Linked DNA regions of Triticum aestivum: region 1 is linked to region 2. The links are chromatin contacts, called in public Hi-C maps. All regions are on one chromosome and are shown on one strand. Each heading gives the region's core, a stretch centred on a gene start, on an enhancer-like site or on the middle of the called end of the contact. The rest is flanking DNA. Distances are from core to core; before and after follow the strand shown.

Region 1 (3,662 bases), core at 46-2,545, 220 kb after region 2:
AATTCATTGCTTACTACAGCAAGCAACTGAAGCAGAAATAAATACTGCAACTAGGATGAACTGCATTGTAAAGCCCTGGAGTAACCTTCGCGGCATCTCTCTCAGATAAGATTGATTAGAAAAAAAGGAGCTTTTTTGAAGTGGCTTATATGTTTTGAGCTGCATATAGCCAGACCAATTGACATCACATCAGAACTGACATCACCCAGCAGTTACTGCAACTTGCCGCACCAATTGCATTTCCACATTATCAGACAGGCAATGCTGGTGATGTTTAAGATTTATCGTGTTAACAGTTGTGAATCACAATGCTTTGTAAAACAAGTAAAACTCTGTCATGACACATTGGATCTCCCAGATAATCACTTGTCCGAATTAAACACTGCACCATAACTAGGACGTATGTATCAGCCTGACGATAATAGGCTATCGAATTCACAAGCACTGCACCTAGGAGCAAGCCTACAAATCTGAAGAGTCAAACATAGCAAATCGAGTCATTTCCTAGAGACCAAACCAAACCCATGAATCGCGTCCTGCAAATCTCAGGCACCACCCTGACCCACCCAATCCAACAAGGACAAGGGCCGCGCATCCCATCAGGTAGGACAACGGGCTCCGAGCAAGTCACGGACAACCCAAACCTGGAGGCTGGAGCAGCCAAGGCAGGCACGGCGGCCGTACCAACCAAACCCCATGCCCTCGCCGAGCCGAACACGCTCGCACGCGGGCGCAGAGACGCAAACACCGTCCCGAAATCTAGAGATGACGTGATCATGGACGCAACCAGCACGGGGGAACCAGGACCACGGCTACCGTAAGCGCAAGGCACGGCCGGGAGCGCGACGCGCATCACCGAACCGCCAGCCACCAGCCGGCCGGGCAAGCAAAGAACGAATGTACTAACATGGGAGGAAAAGAGCCGAGGCAAGCAACGAACCTTGCGTCCCATGCAGGAGAGCCGTCGCCGCCGCCCCTACTGGACGAAGCTTCCCGGCGGCAGGGGGCGACGATTCTCTTGGCTGGGAAAACGGGAAACAGAAGACGGTGACACGGAACGACGACCGGGGTGAAAGAATCTGGGTGGAGATGGCGGCGTGATTCAGAGGCCACGGCGCGGGCGGGTTGGACGAGCAGCGGAGGAAGGCATGTGCGTGCGTGCGCCGGGTTGCGGGGAGGAGGACGGCGCGTGAGGCTTTTGGGAGGGTGGTTTGTTCGCTCGCAGTGGAGGCGAGGCGAGGAGAGGGGTGGAGGCGGAGACGGAGACGGGTAAGCAGGAAAACAGAGGGAGGGGGCGTCGGCCTTTAAAGACGAGAGAGCAGGACAAGGGCGGAGAGAGAAATTGGTGGTGTGTTGAGAACGCTCGCTCTCACGACGACGTCGTGGTGCTTTGCTGCAGCCCGGAAGCGCAATTTCCTTGAGGAGTCTCTCGCGTGAACTGCTCGCCGTTGGATGCCACTTTGGATCCACGCCGTAGGTTCATCTCACGTGCGTGCCTACACACCATCGGATCAAAGGTAAGAACCGTTTCTGTCGCGCCCGCCGGAAAGGGGATGTTTAGCAGATGATGAAGATAATTGTTTATAAAAAAACACACGTCCTGCATTTATCATGAGATATACATTCAGGGTTTGAGACCGCTGAAACAAAACCCGTTGAATCGGAAGTATGAAAGATGGATGGGCAGCGAAGGGGTGGGGGTCACACCCCTGAAAAAGTAGTGTCTTTTGCATTAATCATGAGATATATGCTATGGGTTCGAGACTAATGCCAAGATCTGTTGCATCAGATGTAAAAGGATGGATGTTTGTCGCACCCGCAAGAAAGGATCATCCACTGCTTATCGGACAATCGAGACTTTATGATGTATTCATTATTGTTATGTGATACACATGTTGTATTGATCACGAGGTAGAAGAGGGGGGTTCGAGAGTGGTGCCAAGATCCATTGGATTGGAAGTAAGAGGTGGGGAGGTTTGTCGCATCCAAGGAAAAGGATCATGCATTGCTTATCGGATAGTCGACGCTTTATGATGTATTCATTGTTGATATGCAATAGGTGTTTTGTATTAGTCACAAGATATACAAAGTGGATTTGAGGCTGGTGCCAAGATCCATTGGATCGGAAGTAAGAGGTACGGAGGTTTGTCACACTTAAGGAAAAAGGTTCATCCATTGCCTTTCAGAAAATTAATATTTACTATGTATTATTTGCGGGACCAACTATGTGTTTTATATTAACCATGAGATATGCATGACCTTTCAACACTGGTGATAAAATGAGGGTTTTACGTGTCGTCGATCCAAAATTTATGATATGCTAATTGTTCATAAGAAATGGATATGCCACATTAACCAGACAGACAAAATATGGCTCTTGTAGGTTTCACAAATATGAAGCGTCAACTATTTTATTAGCTACATTAAAAAATTGATAGTAATAGTAATTAGATTAACATTGGGTGTAAGAAGAAAAGGAATATTAGACACCTCCCGTCGCGTTTTTCTCTCGATCTTATGACATCATTTCCTGTTTATCTTATACATTGATTCATATACTCCATGATTTCTTCTTGGAAGAAATGTAAGGAAACTTGCATTGCCAAATACTAGACCCCTACTAAGATAATTGAAATGAGAAACCATATTATGCACTTCAAGCAAAGTGATCATGAACACTGATACGTCTTCGCCGTATCTATAATTTTATTATTATTTCATACCAATATTCTACAACTTTCATATACTTTTGACAACATTTTATATTATTTTTAGGACTAACTATCGATTCAGTGCCCAGTACCAGTTTCTGTTTATTGCATGTTTTTGTTTCGCAGAATATCCATATCAAACGAAGTTTAAACGCGATAAAAATTTATAGAGAATTATTTTGGAATATATGTGATTTTGGGAAGCGGAATCAATGCGAGACGATGCCCAAGGGGCCCACAAGCTCAAGGGGCGCGCCTGGCAAGCTTGTGGCCACCCCTAGATCAGTTGGAGGTTTCCTTCGGCCGAAAGTAAGATTATATCTGGCTAAAAATCATGTTAAAATTTCAGCCCTATCGGAGTTACAGATCTCCAGATATTTAAAAAACGGTGAAAGGCCAGAAAATAGGGACGCGAAACATAAGAGAACAGAGAGATAGATCCAATCTCGGAGGGCTCCCGCCCCTACGCCGCCATGGAGGCCAAGGACCAGAGGGAAAACCCTCCTCCCATATAGGGGGGAGTGATACGTCTCGTCGTATCTATAATTTTTGATTGTTTCATGCCAATATTATTCAACTTTCATATACTTTTTGGCAACTTTTTATATTATTTTTGGGACTAACATATTGATCCAGTGCCCAGTGTCAGTTCCTGTCTGTTGCATGTTTTTGGTTTCGCAGAATATCCATATCAAACGGAGTCCAAACGGGATAAAAACGGACGGAGCTTGTTTTTGGAAAATATGGAAAATTCGGAAGGAAAATCAACGCGAACCAGTGCCCGAGGTGGTCACGAGGCAGGGGGGCGCCCTCCCCCCTTAGGGTGCACCCCTACCCTCGTGAGCCCACCGTAAGGCGGTTGACGCTCTTCTTTTGCCGCAAGAAAGCTAATATTCGGAAAAAAAATCACGACGAAGGTTTCAGGCCAATCGGAGTTACGGATCTCCATAT
Region 2 (3,430 bases), core at 872-3,371:
AGCGATTTTGAAAACTAGTTCATCAAATTTTTTAGAAGTTCACAAAAAATTTAAAAAGTTCATCGATTTGAAAAAAAATGTTCATTGAATTTGAAAAAAGTTTACCAAATTTGAAAAATGTTCATCTATTTTGAAAACTAGTTCATAAGCTTTTAAAACAGTTCAAAAAAATTTAAAATAGTTCATAGGTTTGGAAAAAAGTTCATCGAATTTGAAAACAGTTCAACGAATTTGAAAAAAGTTCGTCTATTTAAAAAAATGTTCACTGAATTTGGAAAAAGTTCATCAAATTTGAAACATGTTCATCGATTTTGAAAACTAGTTCATAAGTTTTTAAAACAGTTCGCAAAAATTAAAAATAGTTCATCGGTTTTGAAAAAAAGTTCATCAAACTTGAAAAAAGTTCATCAATGAAAAAAGTTCATCGATTTTTATAAAATTTCATTGAATTTGAAAAAAGTTCATCGATTTTGATAAAAAGTTTGCGCATTTAAGGAAAGATAAAAAAGAAAGGTAAATGAGAAAAGAAAAGTGAAAAAGGAACAAGAAAAAAACATGCCCAGAAGTTGACCAGGGAACGACCTAGAAAAAGAATAAAAAGAAAAGAAGGAAGTCTGTAATCACAAGTGCGTTGTTATCATAGTGGTGGGTACGCTGCTCTGTTAATTGATCGATTCCGTGTTCGATCCCTCACTTGCGGGGAGCTCCTAAGCCGCGCCTTTAGCGCCGCTAAGGCTTACCGGCGCCCACGCGGTTCCCACCTGGGCCTGGCCCAAACAAGGCCGACGCGACCGTTCGGGACGCTGTTAAGAGCGAAAAAACAGCAAAAAAAGATGGCGCTCCCAAGATTCCATCTCAAGCCACTGCCGCCCTATACTAGTGTTCCTAACCACTAGAACAACTTGCTTATTGTGAATGATAACAGCGCCGACACTATAAGGACGTGCCGCTGCGCTATTTCTTGCATGTATACTATATCACTTAATTTCCGAATTATTTACAAAAAACATCGCGAATTTGAATAAATTCATCGTTTTAGAAAAAGAGTTCGCAAAAATTGAAAAAAACTCAACAATTTTGAAAAAAGTTCATCAAATTTTAAAAAAGTTCATCGGACTTCAAAGTTCAATTAATTTGGAGAAGTTCATCAAGTTGACAAACGGTTTATCAATTTTGAAAAAAGTTCACCGTTATGAAAATAAGTTCACCATTTTGAAAAAAAGTTCACTGTTTTGAGAAAAGTTCATCGATTTGGAAAAAGTTCATCGATTTTGACGTAAAAGTTCATCAAGTAGAAAGAAATTTATCGATTTTGAAAAAAGTTCACCGTTATGAAAAAAGTTCACCGTTTTGTAAAAAAGTTCATCGATTTGAAAATAGTTCATCAGTTTTGAAGAAAAAGTTCATCAAGTAGAAAGAAGTTTTATCAATTTTGAAAAAAGTTCATAGATTTGAAAAATGGTTCATCAATTTTAAAAAAAGTTCATCGACTTGAAATAAAGTTCATGAAAATAGTTCATCGATTTTGAAGAAAAAATCATCGACTTTGAAAAAAATGCATCAATTTCAAAAAAGTTCATTGATTTTAAATAAAAGTTCATCAATCTGAAAATAGTTCATAGAATTTGAAAAATAAAGTTCACGCATTTGAAAAAGAAATACAGAATGGGAAAAAGAAAAAAAGAAAAAAACTGTTCCAAAAAAAAAGGTTCCCAAAAGTGGGGGATTCCGCGACGGTGACAAAGAATAAATCAAACATGACACTATTGACACATATCTAGGGTTATCGTAGTGGTTGGTGCGCTGCCCTTTGAACCCAGAGATCCTAGGTTCGAACCATGCCTCAGACACCGTTTTTTGCTTTGATTCAGTTTGAACAGAATTAAAAAAAAAGACAATGGGCCGGCCCGGCGCAGCAAGGGGGTGTGCGCCCGATTGCATAATGTACTGTAACGGGCGCAGCGGGCGCCCTTTAGGATTTGCCTTGCTTGCGCACATTATTTTTCCCTGCAATTTCAACAGGAAAAAAAGATAACGGGCCGGCCTTGGGCAGCGCCGGGGGGTGTGCGCCGTTTGAGGAAATCGAAGAAAAGGACGCAGCGGGCGCAGTTTAGGAAATGCCGATGTTCTGTCGTACAGGTAGAGGACGACCTCTGGCGCGTGGGCTGGATGGGCTGCTGGGCTGCGCCTGGAGCTGGGCTACAGGTGCGCTGGGAGGCCGGCCCAGGTAAGTTTCCTTACTTATCTTTCTGTTTAATAAATAAACAGTTCCCAAAGGAAATGTCCAGGAGGTTTGGGGAAGAATATGAAAGAAGTAGAGATATACTTGGACTCTTGGAATTATGAGCCATTTTATTAAATTGCTTTGGGGGTTTTTAAATGAAGAAAATTAAATCAAGTTTGAATTAAATTCAAACTTAAGTCAATTTTTAACCCAACCAAAACATATTTAAATGAGCTGAAAATTGGTATAGAGGATTTAGGCAAGGTCTAATATTTGTAGGAAAAAGTTGAACATTATTGGAGGAGCGTAAAATGTCGCTTGCCCAAAAAACATGGAAGGGAGAAGGAAGTGGGAGGTGATGATGCAAGATTTACAGGGAAAATATGAAATTAATGGAGTAGCGCAATATGGGACTTGAAAAAGAATGGAAGAAAGGGGTAGTAAGGAGAAGTGATGGTGCATGGATCACCCATGGAGCACGCAACAATATAACATGCATGAACATCATGGAAATGCAAGTTGACATAAGCAAAACACAACATTGATATGCACATGATGCAAACATATGATGGCAAAAAGGAATATGACAAGGATAGCAAGGCAATGCAATGAGATGAATATGCACTATATGATGATGACATGGCAACCAACAATAATGCTAGAAAGGAAACAACAAAATGACCCAAAATGAAGGAGCCCAAAATGGAATAGATCATGTTCAAAGTTGGATATATCTCCAAACTAGGAAGTTTTACATCTGGGGTGTTACACAGGGCCAACCTCGTGATGGCCCTTGGCATGACCAGCCTCGCGAGACCATCCTTAGAGCAATGTCGGCCTCCCTCCACTGCCACCACCACCGAGGAGAAACGACGACAACCGCCAAGATGATGGGGCTGGGGGCTTCCAGGAGCCTTGATACGTCCATTTTGCATCATGTTTTCTTACTATTATTTATAATGTTTTTATGCATAATAATGCTTTTTGGAGTAATTCGAATGCCTTTTCTCGCATAATTTGCAAGGAACACACCAAGAAGGAGAATTCCGGCAGCTGGAAATTTGGACCTAGAAAAGCTACATCAGGTCACATATTCTGCACAACTCCAAATGAGCTGAAACTTTACGGAGATTGTTTATGGATTATTTAAGAAATATTGGAGCCAATAAACACCAGAGGGGGGCCACCAGGTGGGCACAACCCACC

Evidence for each region. Hi-C and Micro-C count contacts between places; a contact is called where the count stands out from the background.
Region 1: a contact with region 2 is called in a Hi-C map of leaf, with 4 times the contacts expected there. The contact joins the promoter of LOC123085836 here to the enhancer-like site in region 2. A contact is called at or near these places in 2 of 5 Hi-C or Micro-C datasets (both in leaf).

The regions. Positions count from the first base shown.
Region 1 is chr4A:207,606,028-207,609,689 of IWGSC CS RefSeq v2.1, forward strand. It overlaps LOC123085836, which reads right to left and starts at 1,296. Exons shown (of 3, transcript XM_044507540.1): 1 at 941-1,296. The coding sequence starts at 952.
Region 2 is chr4A:207,383,725-207,387,154 of IWGSC CS RefSeq v2.1, forward strand. No RefSeq gene overlaps it. Among protein-coding and RNA genes, the nearest start is that of LOC123085836, 220 kb to the right of the region's middle. Within about 2 kb of position 2,122, at least 6 of the 8 cell types and tissues checked have an H3K27ac peak or open chromatin away from gene starts, as enhancers often do. A contact at or near this core is called in leaf, where this site is marked.